Regions from separate parts of the Mus musculus genome. Here region 1 is linked to region 2. The links are chromatin contacts, called in public Hi-C maps. All regions are on one chromosome and are shown on one strand. The core of a region is the stretch at or near the end of the contact, and the rest is flanking DNA. Distances in the headings are between cores, read along the strand shown. Region 1 overlaps D930020B18Rik (RIKEN cDNA D930020B18 gene). Region 2 holds the start of Tbk1 (TANK-binding kinase 1).

What was found. Hi-C and Micro-C count contacts between places; a contact is called where the count stands out from the background.
Region 1: a contact with region 2 is called in a Hi-C map of embryonic stem cells, with 2.3 times the contacts expected there. The contact joins the enhancer-like site here to the promoter of Tbk1 in region 2. A contact is called at or near these places in 2 of 484 Hi-C or Micro-C datasets (bone marrow-derived macrophages and embryonic stem cells), 1 of 115 datasets of contacts at active chromatin or transcription factors (embryonic stem cells) and 2 of 9 other capture datasets (adipose tissue and pancreatic islet).

The regions. Positions count from the first base shown.
Region 1 is chr10:121,688,624-121,696,405 of GRCm38.p6, forward strand. It overlaps D930020B18Rik (RIKEN cDNA D930020B18 gene), which reads left to right. Exons shown (of 13, transcript NM_177335.4): 12 at 1,147-1,325; 13 at 3,736-5,291. The coding sequence ends at 3,862. Among named protein-coding and RNA genes, the nearest start is that of Gm35865, 13 kb to the right of the region's middle. Within about 2 kb of position 4,723, at least 29 of the 459 cell types and tissues checked have an H3K27ac peak or open chromatin away from gene starts, as enhancers often do. A contact at or near this core is called in adipose tissue, bone marrow-derived macrophages and embryonic stem cells, where this site is marked.
Region 2 is chr10:121,582,073-121,589,924 of GRCm38.p6, forward strand. It overlaps Tbk1 (TANK-binding kinase 1), which reads right to left and starts at 4,722. Exons shown (of 21, transcript NM_019786.4): 1 at 4,623-4,722; 2 at 2,124-2,269. The coding sequence starts at 2,210. It overlaps Xpot (exportin, tRNA (nuclear export receptor for tRNAs)), which reads right to left. Exons shown (of 25, transcript NM_001081056.2): 25 at 5,308-7,852.

The DNA of each region.
Region 1 (7,782 bases), core at 3,473-5,972, 110 kb after region 2:
CTCAGTCTTTAAAGCTGATGTCTTAAATTAGTAGTCGGGTCAACTGACTCTCACAGGGGTCACCCAAGACCATAGAAAAACTAGATAGTTACATTACGATTCATAACAGTAGCAAAATTACAGTGATGAAAACAGTTTTACGGTTGGGGGGGTCACCACAACATGAGGAGCCCTATTAAAAGGGTCACAGTGTTAGGAAGGTTGAGAACCACTGCCTTAAAGGAACTGAGTTAAGTATGAGGCCAGACTGTGACCGTGAAGTCTGTCAGGATGAAGGGTGTCTTGAGGCAAAGGAAGGTCAACACATAGACCCAGCTGTAAACAGTAGGGGCAAAAGGAGACCGTGTGAGAGAGATTTGCAAAACAAACAAACAAAATCACTCTTGGGGGGGGGGTGCAATCATTGAATGCACCTACTTCTCAGCCAGCCCTGATTACTGTAGCTAGTGAAACCATGGAGGCACTGAGAGGCTAGGGGATGGCTCAGCAGGTAATGAGCACTTCCTGCCAAGCCTCACAACCTGAGTTCAACCCCGGGCGCTCATATGATGACTCAAGCAAGTTGTCCACCGACTTCTACACATACACCGAGGCATGCGTGCATAACATGCCACCCCCAAATGCTCATATGATGACTTAAGCAAGCTGTCCACCGACTTCCACACATACACCGAGGCATGTGTGCATAACATGCCACCCTCAAATGATTAAAAATGTAATTTTAAAAAAGAATTAGTTATTTTATGAGTACATGGTTGCTGTCTTCAGACACACCAGAAGAGGGCATCCGGTCTCATTACAGATGGTTGTGAGCCACCATGTGGTTTCTGGGAATTGAACTCAAGCCCTCTGGAAGAGCAGTCAGTGCTCTTCACCGCTGAGCCATCTCTCCAGCCCTAAAAGTATAATCTTAAAAAAAGACCAATAACAATTAAAATAAATCAAGGCGCTAAAGAAATTAAAATTATAATCGCAGGTTGGTTTGTGATCCGGCATTGAGTAGCATTTCAGAGAGAAATAGCTCACAGGCATTGGAGTAAGGAGTGGCAGAGCCATCGGTTTGGGTTTGTGGATGAGGCTAGCGGCTAAATCAGAGTGTGGGTGACGCCCCATCCGCATGCATGTAATGACATTCTCCTCCTCTAGATGGCGTTTGTGGCCAGGATCGTGGAGGGAGTGGTGAGAGGGCTCTCAGCTTCATTCCAGCTGCTGACTCCCTGCCAAGCAGTTCTGTTGTACCAGCAGTTTTACATCCTCAGGAGCTGCCTGCAGCATAGCAAGGCTCTGGCCGAGTATATTAGGAATGACCACCGTGAGGAGTTCAGGTAAGGCAGAGCACGTCAAATTGAAGTACCCATGGCTCATTTTCCCAGGCCCTTACTATTAGCATTCTGTCTAAGCTCCGCGCCCCACGGTTACCTGGCAACAGCCAGGTGTGCCTGACTCACTATAAAAGAGGCAGTTTGCCCCCTCCTCTCTCTCTTGCTCTCATGCTCTTTCTCTACCTATTCTATACTATACTGTCCCTGTGTCAGGTGAGGCAGGCACCTCCTCCCCCCATACCTGACTACACCTCCATAGAACATATCCCCTGCTCTCTTTCTTCCTATAAACACATCACTTAGGACAGGACGATGCTTGGGTTAAATGGTGATGGAAAATTCCACACTTTTTTTTTGGTACTTCTTTGTTTGATCACAGGTAAGGTGAAATCTGGGACAGCTCTAAGAACCACTACCATCTGAGTGCCCCTGACCTAGAATCCACTTGTCTCGAATCGATTGCCTTTCTTGTGTGCAGCCCACGTTGCACAGACGTGTAATGATTTATTTTAGAGTAACAAATCCTATTGAAGGGTTGATAAATCATGAACTGAGTTCAAGCCAGTCGTTGCAGGGGCGTTTTGCAGGGATCAGTCAGTAAGGGGGACAGATTGGGAACCTAGACACACTGGGGAGTTAGCTGGCTGTCCATTGGCTTCATTTACCCCCTTGTCACGAGCAAAACAGTAAGAGGCGGCAGTAGCCAGGGTTGGTTTCCTCAGGCAGCCAGCCTGCTCCGCTGTGCACCTCAGGGGTTGCACCTCTTTATAAAGGCCAGCAAAGCACTCAGCAGTACAACCTGAACTAACTCACACTAAAGAAAAGCTAAGGTAGTTTTTGCCTTAAATGAGAAGGGTTCTGGCAGCTTGGCTCTGCTATTGGTTCGGAGAGAGAGACATCAGAAGATGTGGAGGCGTACATTACAGCTTTATATTGGCTTCAAAAGGAAGAAATCCAGCCCTCTGTGTGGACTCCGTTTTTCCTGCGTGTGGCATTACATCAGAGGGTCCACTCTGGATACCATAAAAGGAACTTATTTGGCTCCAAGTTGATCCCACAAATCAGTCCCAGCACCCCTCCACTCCTGCCTCCTAACTTCCTTTGAAAATTTCATTAGGAAAAACTGACATTGCGTGAAATTTACCCCTCTAGAGCATATAATTTGGTAGCTCTGAATACATTTCACAATGTTTTTGCAACTGTAATTATTGAACCCTGGAACACTGTCATTATCTAAAATAAACCCAGTGCCTGCTAAGCAGACATATCCCATTCTTCCTTCTCAGCTCTTGGCTCTAACCTCTTACCTACCCAGTCTTCTAGACAATTGTCCAATGGACGCCCTTTCCCATGTCTTTCATTTATCATATTCCCAAGGTTTAGTATGTTGTGGTATGTATAACATCACACACACACACACACACACACACACACACACACACACACACACCCACACCTGTTTTTCCAGTTTGAGGGAAAGTTTTACAGTGTAGCCCAGGCTGGTCTGGAACTCACCATTTAGCTTAAGTTGGCTTTGAACTCACAGCAATTACAGGCATGTACCATCATGCTTATCCTAATTATAAAAGACCTAGTTATAAACTTTATAAACAATCAGGACGGCTGGCACAAATGGTTAGCAGTAGGACCTGGAGCTCCCAGCAGGACCCTGTTAGGGCGATTGTGTGCCCTTTGGCTACCATCCCCCCTGCTTTCTCCTCCAGCCCCCTGGTTTATGATTCTTGTGGACCTTCAGGTTTGTGGTTTTTTTTTTTTTTTTTAAACCAATGGTTTTAACTGACCTTGCATTAGAATCATCTGTTATCAAAAACACTGACCCAGGTTGTGGTCCTTCTGTTTTGGTTTGCCTGGGGCATGATCTAGGAATGGCAGTTTTAAAAAGCTACCCTCAGTGATTCTGGTCTTCGTTCTTTGATGCTACTCAAGGACGCGGATGAAGGTTGCCTATATCTTTATGGGAGATAAACCCTACTCTTTCCTCTTGCCTGATCGGACGGGTTATCTCATCTTGGTTCCCTTCTCCTTGCTGTGCAGTTTGAGGGCCCACCATCAGAGTCCTTAGCATAGATTTTGGTGAAGACAGCCCCATCCTGTCTTGGTCACCGCCTAGGTGGCAGATCCATTATTAATAATTCCTGTCTCAAAGAGAAAGGCTGGAGTGCATATGTGGTAAGGATTTTCTAAGTCCTGAGCTCGGGAGGTTGGAAGTCTGGACATGCTGAGTCCCCGTGGCTAAGGGTCCTCCACCCCCACTCCCACCCCGCCCCTCCCCCACCCCCACCCCTCCCCTCCCCCACCCTTCCATCGTTGTGCCGCGAATGTGAACATACTGGATGAGCCAGTGTGAAAGTTCTCGTTTTAACGGTGTTTTGTTTCTCTCTGTGACTTGCAGGTACTTTATTCACATGCCGGCCTTGGAGCAGAGGCTCCCAGGCTGCTACCCCATTACAGAGCCCACCACTCAGCTCTGTCATGAAGTTCTGCAGTTGATTGAGCAGAAACAGTGTGCAAAATGTTAGAGGAGGTTAGAAGTATAAAGTATCCACTGAAGTCACTATGGAAAACAGCCTTTTGATTTATGGACTATTTAGCTCCTTCCTTCTAAAGAGTCTAGTGAAGTGCTCATTAACACCGCTTTAAGAGCTCTTACTTTTTGGTTTCTGCTTTCTTGAGATAGGGTTTCTCTGTGTAGTCCTGGCTGTCCTGGAACTCCTTCTGTAGACCTTGAACTCACAGAGATCTGCCTGCCGCTGCCTCCGCCTCCCAAGCACTAGGAGTAAAATGTGTGTCCCCACGCCCAGTTCTGGGGTGGGGGTAGAGTCTTAATTTTTTTTTAAGTAGCTATGTCTGGGCTGAGAGCCTGCAACTCAGAGGCAGAGTCTCTACCTAGCATCTGTGAAGATGTGTGTTCAAGCTCTACCACAGGAAAAAAAAAAAAAAAACAAACAAAACCAAAAAACCCCAAACAAACAGTAACAAAACCAAAGCAAAACAACCCAGCCCCAAGCAACACAAACACTGGCTACATCTTTCTTCACTTATGGAAAGTGCCGTACCTCTCCAGAATGAAAGCTTTCTCAAAGCCATGAAAACAGTACTGAGCAAGCGCAGAATCTCAGAGCCTGCGTGTGCAGAACAGATCTCGTGGGTCTCCTTGGCGATTGGAGGGAGCCACTGGAACACCCGCAGCAAGATTGTCGTAGAAGTACAAAGTACACAGCCTTAGAGAAGTGCCCGGCGATGGCGTGTGGGTGATGGCGTGCGGCACTTTCTCCCCTACCCGGAAATATTTTAATGTCAAAAGTGTGCCTGCAGCAGTGGGCAGGAGGACACCACTGCAGCTGCACGGAATACTGAAGGAAAACAGGCAGGACTTCCTGTGGGGAAGCTCCGCAGTATGCTGCTCTGTTTCACGCCAGAGTGGGCCAGTCTGAACCAGCCTGTGGAGCCTCTCGCACTCATTTACAAAAGGTCACACTGAGTGGCTGTAAGTTAACTTAGACCCCAAACACTTTCTGGAGCTGTTGCGTTTGACTTTAAAAAACACCAGAAGTGGGCTTTCTGTATAACTTCCTACAGCCTGAGGAAGTAGGAGAGGAAAGTCTGCTTCCAAAGAAAGTGCACTCTGGGCGGCTTTGCCTGTGGTGCTCAATGGAACCACGGCTGGGGACTTTGTTGAGACTTAGTTTCGTGTCATAAATTTGTCCAGCAATATTTAAATTATTTTACAGTGATCATTTTTTAATATAATATTTATATGATTTTGACTGATTGCTCAATATATTTCTTAAATTTACTACTTCTATAGCTTTCTAAATATTTTATGTAAAAATAGAACCGTTCCAGCTGAGACTGTAGCTCAAATGGTAGGGCACTTGCCTAGCATGTAGGGAGGCCCCGGGTTCAGTGTCCAGCACCACAAAAAATAATAAAATAAAAACTGGCTTCTAGATATGAGACTTTGTGTTAAAAAAGGCATGCAGACACTTTTAGCTTCTCAAATTGCTACTCTGAGAGGCTGTAGGTGGCTAAGGAGGGAACCTTCTTACCCATGTTCCAGATGTGTGCACCTGCCCTGGGCAGCCTCAGCCGCCTCCTCGCCCTGCTGTGCTCCCACACGCCATTCTTACTGCGCCAGTAATGACTTGATTTGCCAGCATCCCAGGCAAGTTCTTATGTGCTGGTTTCGTTGTCAGTGCAGTGTTTAATAGAATCATTGTAAGATCTTTCAAAAGAAAAAAAATACCATAAAGGTAGTACTGAGTTTTCAACTTGAAAAACCTGGTATACTGTGACTCTCAAAATAATGTTTTGATACATTGATAAAAAATGTTTTGTTTGCAGATTATTTATAAATTACTAGTCTTATTTGTTTCCATGAGGTTTTTTTTTTTTTTCCTTTTATTGTGATTTTTTAAAAAGTCTTAAGTATTGAACTTTTGGGGGAAAAAAGTATAAGAATGAAACCTTCACCCAGAAACCTCGTTTCTAGTTCTGACTCAGGCATCTAACCAATTTACATTAAGCCACTTTCTAGGCCTTGCCTATTTCTTTCTGTAAGCTCACTAGCTTCTCCAAGCTCTCTAGTGTCCTCTGCCTGTAAACAACACTTTTGTTTATTAAAACGGGGTCTCACGGAACCCAGGGAGACTTGATCGCTCAGTGGCCAAGAATGGCTTTGAACTCCTTTTCCTCCTGCCTCTATCTCCCAAGTGCTGGCTTTGTATACAACACTCTTTTTTTCTTTTATGGTTATGTGTGGGTTTGTAGAGGCCAGAAGAGGGCGGCATTGGATACGTTAGAGCAGGAGCCATAGGGGTTTTCGCGCTACCCAGTGTAAGTTGCGCGCTACCGGGTGTAAGTGCTGGAAACCAAGCTCAGGTTCTCTGGAAGAACAGCAAGCACTTTTAACCACTGAGCCATCCCTCCTGCCCCTGGATGTACACTTTGACGTGGGGTAGTGTGTTCCTCTGCTATGTTGTCTCAGTAGATTCCAAGTAAGCCTACATGATTATGTCATCAACACAACCACACAGTCTCCAAGCCTTTTCACCATTTCGCCATTACCACTCGGTCTCCGAACCTCCCTTCATCACCCTCCAAGAAGTCTGTAAGTCTCTCATTCCTACTTAGGGGGTGAGTGAGGTGGGGGTGGGGCAATGAGTGTTGACCCAGTAGATAAAGAGTTATTTCTGAGATGGAAGAGACTACGGATCCTGTAGCCCTGCTTCAAACTAATACTGCTACTTCCTGTGGGCCAAGCATATTCAAACCACCACAGATGGCAATTCTGAGAACTAAGCATTATTCTTCGGGTCCACAACCGATTAGATTAGGGTAATAGTAATCAAAGAACCATACACCCATCCAACAAAGAAGAGATCAGATATTCACACAAGAAATACCACAAACATCATAATTCAAAATGCCTAGATCATTAAAAAAAAATGAACAACTAAGACAATGTGACTCCTCATATTGTGAGACACAAAAGCAAACAAATGGGACTAGCACTCCCATTGTAATATAACCCAGGAAAAACAATTTATTTGAAGTACAGGGAGACAAGAACTTTAAAACACCAGTTATTAATATACTCAAGGACTTTAAACACAATATGAATAAATGCCCCAATGGAGACTGAAAATACAAATTCACAGGAGAATAAAAGCAAAAACAATTCGAGATATGAAAGTAGGATTTAAAAAAGAAGTGGAATTGCTAAACAAAAGCCAAACTGAATTAGAACTGGACATGAGAAACCCAGGGATTCTGACAAAAAGCCCAGAGGTAAGCCTTGCTGACAGATTGGAAGCAGTCAAAGAGAGAATTTTAGGTCTTGGAGACAGGGTAGCAGAAATGGATAGCTCGGCCAAAGGAAAAGTTAAATCTAAAACTACCAGGCATAAAACATTCAGGACATTGTGAAAAGACCAAACTTGAGAATAATAAATATAGAGGAAGGAGAAGAAACGTAGGTCAAAGGTACAGAAAATGTTTTTTTTTAAGATTTATTTATTTATTTATTTATTTATTTATTTATTTATTTATTTATTTATTTATTTATTTAATGTAAGTACACTGTAGCTGTCTTCAAATGCACCAGAAGTGGGCATCAGATCTCATTACGGATGGTTGTGAGCCACCATGTGGTTGCTGGGACTTGAACTTTGGACCTTCGGAAGAGCAGTCAGGTGCTCTTACCCACTGAGCCATCTCTCCAGCCCCAGAAAATGTTTTGTAGCAACAAGAAGAAAGCAGAAAATTTCCTCAGTCTAAAGAAAGAGATCCCTTTACAGATACAAGAGGCAGCCAGAACTCCGGAGAGGCTGGATAAGAATTACTCCCTGCAGTGCATAATGATCCAAACACAAAACATTTAGCATAAAGCAGGAGTGTTAAAAGCCGAAAGGGAAAAAGATTAAGTCACATAGAAAGA
Region 2 (7,852 bases), core at 3,472-5,971:
TGACTTTATTTGTTTTGTTTTTATTTATTATATGTAAGTACACTGTAGCTGTCTTCAGACACACCAGAAGAGGGAGTCTGATCTCGTTAGGGATGGTTGTGAGCCACCATGTGGTTGCTGGGATTTGAACTCAGGACCTTCGGAAGAGCAGTCGGGTGCTCTTACCTGCTGAGCCATCTCACCAGCCCTACATGTATTTTATGTACACAGGTATCTTGCCCGCATGTATGTCTGTATTGTGTGTTTGCTGGTGCTCTTGAAAGGCAGAAGAAAGCATAAGCTCTTGTGTCACTCCGTACAGCCCACTGTGAGCCACCACGTGGGTGGGCACTGGTTAGCAAACCCTGTCCTCTGTGAGAGCAGCCACTGCTCTAACCACGGAGACAGCTCTCCAGCCCAATGTTCGTGTTTCTAACCATGGTACTTGTCTGTCTGTGTATCCAGTGATTGCAGGTGTCTGTGGAGGGCAGAGGCATCAGATCTCCCTGGAGTTGAACTTCCAGGCTGCTGTGAGCCACGTGACACGGGTGCTGGGAACAGAATCAGGTCCTGTGCACCAGCAGTTGTGTACTCTGAACTTCTGAGCCATCTCCAGCCCACGCCTCACACCCAGCCTTCTGGTGCAGTCTTAAATACCTGAAGCCGAGACTGCTATCACTAAGACCTTCCCATCCAGTTATTCTTTCAATCAGTGAACATTTCCCAAGATCCACCACTTCCGTCTAGGCACTCACATGAAGGACACTGAGTAGCCAAGCAGGGGAAAGGACAGGAAACATAAACTATTCCGTAATGCCATCGTTCTAAACATGTCAGCCAAGTCACAGCTACTGACTGCCATTGTTTCCAACTTACATCCTTCCTAAAGCCACCAGAAAACCAAATCAAACCTGTCACGTGCAGGGACTGGTATTGGTTATACGTAACAACTCCAGCCCCCACAGTGCCTGACACGCACCACGTAACCATTATGGTAATTTGGAACAAAGGAAGACAGAAGGTTAGGTGTGTTAACACTAAATTCTGTTGTTCACAAACAAATAGCAATTTCTAGCAAAGAAACCCCCAGGAATAGTGGAAGTGAACCTGAGGGAGGCCCCGGAGCCTGGGGGCAGTTCCGGAACGAAGAGGAAACTGCTAGAACCGCGTGTGACATGTATGATTCATGCTTTATGAGCCACACAGCTGCTTACAATCGTATTTGCTCCCCAGAGGAAAGAGCACCTTGCCCATGCGTGCTGTCTCAGTGACAATCTCAAAGCCACAGGAAAACAGAAGAGGGCCTCTCCTCCCCACTGCCGATAACATGTTTAGTGTTCCCGTGTCGGAAAATAAGAACAACAGCGCTCCAAACAAAACTCACCCTCAAACACGTTCACGGCGCCGGAGAAAAGTCAGGATTTTACCTGGAAAAGGCGTTCCTACTCTGTCCCTTTCCAACTCTCTTCACATTTATCTTCAATTTCTTCATTTTAAACGATTCTAGTTACCTTTTTTTGTTGGTTTTTGTTGGTTTGTTTGTTTCTTTTAAAGACAGGGTTCTTCTATGTGGGCTAGGCTGTTCTGGAACTCGCACTTTAGAGACCTGTCTGCCTCTGCCTCCTGAGCACTGGACCAAAGGTGTGCGCCATCTCTGCCTGGCTACTCTAGTTGGCTTTACTTTCAGCCTCCGCTACAGATTTCACCAGGATGCTGGGGGTTGTTGCCATGCTGCCAGGAGCAACCCTTCAATCCCACCCCATTCCTACAGCTGCAGACGGCCTCGTACTACAACACAACACAGCCTTCCACCTCCAATCCACCCTGCATGGTGCTATTTAGAGACGCGAATCACCAGTGGGCTCCTTTTAAACTCTGGGCATCTGCCTGTCCGCCTGTCGGTCATGCCTCCCTCCACTGCATGTCACACCAGGAAGGCAGGTGGGAAACACTGTCCAATCTCTTCCAGTGTTTTTCCATTCTGTAAACTCAGAAACTAGCACCACTAGGTAGGTGTTCACCGCCCCAAAACAAGCTAAATCTTAATCACAAAGCCCACAAAATCCCTTCTCTTTGGACTTCGGCGTGCTTGTTGGAAGACAGGACCAGGTCGAGATGAGCCTGACAGGCAGCACTGGACCTACCTTATGCCTTCCTCGGAAGACATTTGCAGTGGCCCCCTGGCCTAGGATATCAGACAGGAGCCACAGATGGTTGGAGGTGCTCTGCATCTCGGCTTGTCCAGGCGCTTCTCCTCACGATAAGGGGGAAGAAGAGATTTGCATGTATGCTGTTAAGGAAATAACGAGTGTGAGCCACGGTTAGCTTGAAGTAGGACTGCCCAGTATCTGTTAGACTGAAATGCAGTATGTTCCCAGCAATACAGCAGCAACAGTGAACCACATATATTCCATCATTCTTGTTCCGCTCTGGAGATAGTGTTTTACCAACCTTCCCAGCCTGGCTTTCAGCTCTCCATATGACGCAGATTAGTCTTCAGTCTTAGCCTCCAAAATGGTGAGTTACAGGGATATCTGGCTTTTTTTTTTTTTTTTTTTCAAATTAAAAAGAATTGGATATGAGTATTTGAGTCTGTGCCCATGATGCTGGAGGGTGTGAGTCAGATCCCCGGGAGCTGGAATTATGTTGTGACCCATTTGCTGTGGGTGCTGGGAGTTCAAGCCCACCCTCTGTGCGAGTAGCAAGTGTTCCCAACCACTTCCATCCCCCATGTTTGGCTTTTATTTCATATATTCAATTTAATTTAAATCCCAGAGCTGTAAGAAACATCCGTTTATTGTCTAGTACTGTCTCTGACAATCAAAATAATATTGACTATTTCCTCCAATTGCTTGAAAAGATTAATCCTGATTTACAAAAAAATATTTTTTGACCCAGGGTCTCTTCACAAGCCCAAGTTGGACTCGAACCTGCAATTTTCCTGCCTTTGCCTCTCACATGCTGGGAGACAAATGAAAGAACTTAGGGAAGCGCAGAAAACCATCACCACTACAGGATCGTCCCAGAAGGCAGAATCTCGCCCACAGAGAAACTGTAACTGAAAAGTACAGAAGTTACTATTCTTGAAAAGCCAGTAACTCTTTTGATTCTGTTTAAGGATGGTTTTCCTGAGCCAGTGAAATGGCTCAGTGCGCAAAGGGGCTTGCTGCCAAATCTGATAACCTAAGTTCAGTTCCCGGAACCCACATGGACTATCTGTGCCACGGCATGTATGAGACCGCGCGCGCGCGCGCACACACACACACACACACACACGTAAAAACCATCAAAAAGTAGTCATTCCCCTTACTTCTAAATGGACAGGATGTATATACACACACCAAGTATATATTACCAAATCCTAAGATGTACCAACTGCAGACTTGACTTTTAACACAAGAAGGCCATGCAACCGAATAGATGGCACCAACACCAGACAGATCAGACTCCTTTAAGACTGTTGTGAGGTCAGATAGCAAGTCCATTTCCAGTAAGCTAGAACTCTGATCTTCCAAGTTAGGGTCCTGGGAAATGCCCAAGAGTCCAAGGTTCGACAATCTCTTACACAGTACTTATACTTAGAATTTTATCACCTATGTAATTTAGATAAGAAATTGTACAGCCATCTGTCTATTTGAAGTAAGCAAAAAAGGAACCCTTTTCGAAAACAACAAATGCACTTACCACTTAACTACGTACGCTCCATTCAAGGGGCGATAAACCCAAATATGTAACGGGAAACCTTCCCTAATTGATGCTGCACTGCTGTTAAATAACTGTAAAGGACAGATTCATCACCAAGTGCGCATATGTCTCTAGTGGGTAGCTGAAAACATATTTATCAGCTAAGATATATAAGATAAGCTCTCTCTCTATACCAATATAAAAAGATGGGTCCGCAATAGTAATGGTCTGAAACTTTTCCAGGAACCCCCTCGGGACTAAAACATGACTCAGCACACCCAACGGATGCTTGCTATGTAAATCTCCCCAAATCCTGACAAGTGTATTATCTGGCATTCAACAAGTAAGTTATCTGTGATTCTGTAGGCAGTCTACTTCCTTTGATTGCTTAAAGCGAAAGTTACCGAGGATAAAACAGGTCTGGTGACATGGTGTAGGGACAAAAGTTCCAGGATTTCCCAACTCTCCCTCTATGTCACCCATTTACTCCGTAGATAGCAGAGGTCCCGGAATGGGAAAGGTCGGGTTTTGACAGTTCTCGGGGGAGAATCCGTCTTGGGACGCCTGACAGAAAACACCAGGGGAATGGATCCGGGAAATAAATCCAGCAGGTCGGGGAGGAACGAGAAGACAGGGGGGTTTGCATTTCGCTGTGTACATTAAAAACGTCTGGTGCCGGTATCCTCGGGTGAGTCAACCCTCGGGAACGCCAGTCCGTCTAAAAACTGCCGGCGGCGGCAGCTGGACCAAGGGTGGGAGCGGCGAGTCAACTCCGGCCAGGGCAGCCCCGGTGCCCGGGCGGCCGCCAGGGCCCATCCCGGGCGAGCGCGAGGCTGCGGGGCTCCCGGGGCCGCGGCCCCGCGCTGACTCAGCACGCCGCCTCCCCGACCCCTGGGCGCGCCCCCGCCCGGCCCCTCCGGCCCCGTCCGCCCCCACCGGCCTCCGCCCGCCCCTCTTACCCCGCGAGTGTCCGCCGCGTACAGCCCGCGGCTCCCGGGCCTTCTCGCGCCCCAGGCTACTTCCGGCTTCGCCAGCCCGGGCCACGGAGCACGTGACCGAGTGCGGGGCGCGCCTGCGCGTGCGTACTCCGCGGCGGCCGAGCTCGCTGGGCTGCAGTCTCCAGTGCGGGCGGGAGGAGCTAAGGGAGTGCGGGGCGGCCGGCGTGCGGCAAGGAGGTGACGCCCACGGCCACCCGTGGACAGCGGGCTGGCCGCCGATCGCTTTCGCAGAGTAGATGGGGCGGGTTTGTGTTTCAACGTCGCTTGGCTGCTGCGTGAAGCAAGTATCCGTTCATGCCATCAGTACTCTTTAAGTCGCTTTCAGTTTCTGTTTTTGAAAATGGTAACACTGGAGACTTGAACTTGACAACTTAAGAGGTAAACTGCTGTATGATCAGGTCCTGCTCAAGCAGGCATTCCTTACAAGGATTTGCTTCCAAGGAAGCACGATGCACCAAATTCCTCTTTCTACCTAAGGCACCCTCCAGACCGAGGGCGAGCAGATCTCCGAGGACGGGAGCCGGGAGTGGTTAAGGGCTGGCAGAGGCGTTGACTGAAACAGGGGGCTGAAGCTGAATCTCTGCCCACTTCTAATCCGTTTTCATCAAACTCAAAATGGAGATTTTAAAAGGCCCACTCCAATGACTTCTTAGAAAGTTATTTTATTAGAATTTTAGACAGTTTAGGCAACAAGACCATTCTAACCGCAAATGCACGTCTTACAATAGAATATTTCAGTTCTGTTAATGACATGACAGATTCATCCAAGTTTCTTCCAACAAAAAACCCAACGTTCAAAAGTTATGAAGTATGACTAAGCCAAAGGACTTCACATGTTTACCACAGAAGTGATACACAGTAAAATACCACATAATACTTCTAAAAAAGTCAAGCCACTTGTGAAACTATTAGCAAGCACAGAGACGGAAACTCCACTGGTTAGGCACAGGACTAACTCAGGCACCATAAAACCCTCTGTCTTCTCACCTGTAACAAATGAGATTCCCTAGAGAGAATTATTTGGGTGCTTGCTTTTAAAAATCAGGTACTCAATGACGGAAAGGCTTCTTGGTCATGACGGTACTTGGGTAATCTCAAGGAATGAAGATGAGGATCATTAGACATGATTACATTAAAATTAAGTTCCTTATGTATATGCTCTGATTTCCATGTCCTGATTTCTCAGGTCTAAACACATGAACCCTCTGTAGGGCTTTAGAGAGCCGTGTATGGACTCGATAGTACAGTAATACAAGCTAATACTGAGACCTGTGTTTTAATTCATTGGATTCTTTACAAGTTATGAGGTAGCTACCACTGTTCCCCATTTCTGACGGGGAAACCAAGGCAGGAAGAAGTTATTTAACTTGCTCAAGGTCCTAAAATCGGTTACTGGTGTTAAGTGGTGTTTGAATCTACTTAAATCTGGATCCAGAGTCCTCGTTATACAAGCTCGTAACTGCTGTGCTCTGCTACACACTAATTGTACACTTGTACAATTCTGCTGTGTCCCACAGATGCTATTACCTCTCCCACAGTGTACAGGAACATAGCAAAGCAACACCTGGTTTTGCTTGTCTTGGTTGTTGTTTTTGAAACAGGCCTTGGCCCCCTCTGAATGCAGTGATTACAGGCAGAAGCCACCAAACCTGCCCCACTTACCTATTTCTTAAAAACTGTTATTTATAGAAGTACTATATATACGTCACTATTTTCATCGTTCAAGAGATGAAATAGAGATCCTTAGCTGTCAATTTACTTCACTGCTTTTATTTTATAATGTAAGGAAAATGCTATCTCTCCTGGAGTTAAAAATCAGAAAAAGATTCTAGGGGATTGGGGGGGGGGGGGCGTGGGTTCAAGTTCACAAAGTGCTCGATGGACGAGATGGGGGCCTGAATTTGGATCCCGTATCAAACCTTGGTGGCAGTCAACACCTGCAACCCGGGACTGGGACCTGGCCAAAATACTGAGTAGAGTAATACAGTTTCAAATAATAACCTGTTTCAAATAATTCAGTTCTTATCCTCCCCCTACACACACATATGTGCACATATAAATTCACTTTAAAAAGATTTTAGGAAATATATATCCCTGGACAACACACAGCCAAAGGAGAAAAAGACAAATCTCTCCTAAATCTGTGTCCCCTCCCTGCTCTGTGGTGCTAGGGATGGAACTTGGGTCTTCAAGCAAGCCCTCTACCACCAAGTATACATACTCTGCAGTAGACGCCAGGCTTTTACTAACTGCATTCCTAGACAGACTCTCGTGCAGTCCAGGCCGACCTTGGACTCACTATGTGGCTGAGGATGACCTGGCCCTTTCCCTTTCCGTTCCTCTGCTTTTGCGCAGTGCTTGGGATAGAAGTCGGCCGCCGCTGGCGTTCACTATACAGACTTAGATTTCAGTGTAAGCGCCTACAGCTGGGTTGCCGGACTTCCGTCTGTCTTTCCCGAGGCTGCTCTTCTGGCTTTCTCCTGTTGCACGAAGCAGCACACATAGTTAATTGACTGCAAGTCATCAACACACGGGTGGTCAGACTTGGTGCTTCTCAGCTTAATCCCAGCAGTGGGGAGGCAGGCTGCTCTGTATAGTGAGACCCAGTCTCAAGGCAAAACCAAACAAACAAATCCAAGTGGGCTGTGCTCGGAGGACATCTAATATCACAGAAAAACACCGGGCTTTCTAATCCCATCACAGATGGACAGAGTTGGCTCCTAGTGCATTTAAAAAAGACTCAACAGACCTATGTTGTGAGTGACCGCTGGGGCACAGCCTGTGACATAAGGAACCCACACTCCCATCTGCTGATTGTTAGGTGGGAATCAGTGTGAGTAAGGTGGGGAAAGGAGGCTCTTTGTAATAACTCCGGAAAAGACTTGGTGTATTTCACTATGTAAAATTTATTTTTTATAAAAAAATGTGTGACACCAGCACCTTCTTCTAAACCGACTTAATTAGGAAGCTATTCTCTTATAGAATACACATCGGCATTGAAAAATTTAAAGAAATGTAATGGCTATCTATGAAAGATTACGTTTTGATTGTTACCCCACAGCTCATGTGTCTGCATACACAGAACCAAACATTCCCAACTTTACATTCGATTTGTTAGTCAGTTTTCCACTGCTGCATTTTATAAAGAACTTTAAAGTTTCATAAAAGGAAAAAAAATTAAGGAACTAGGA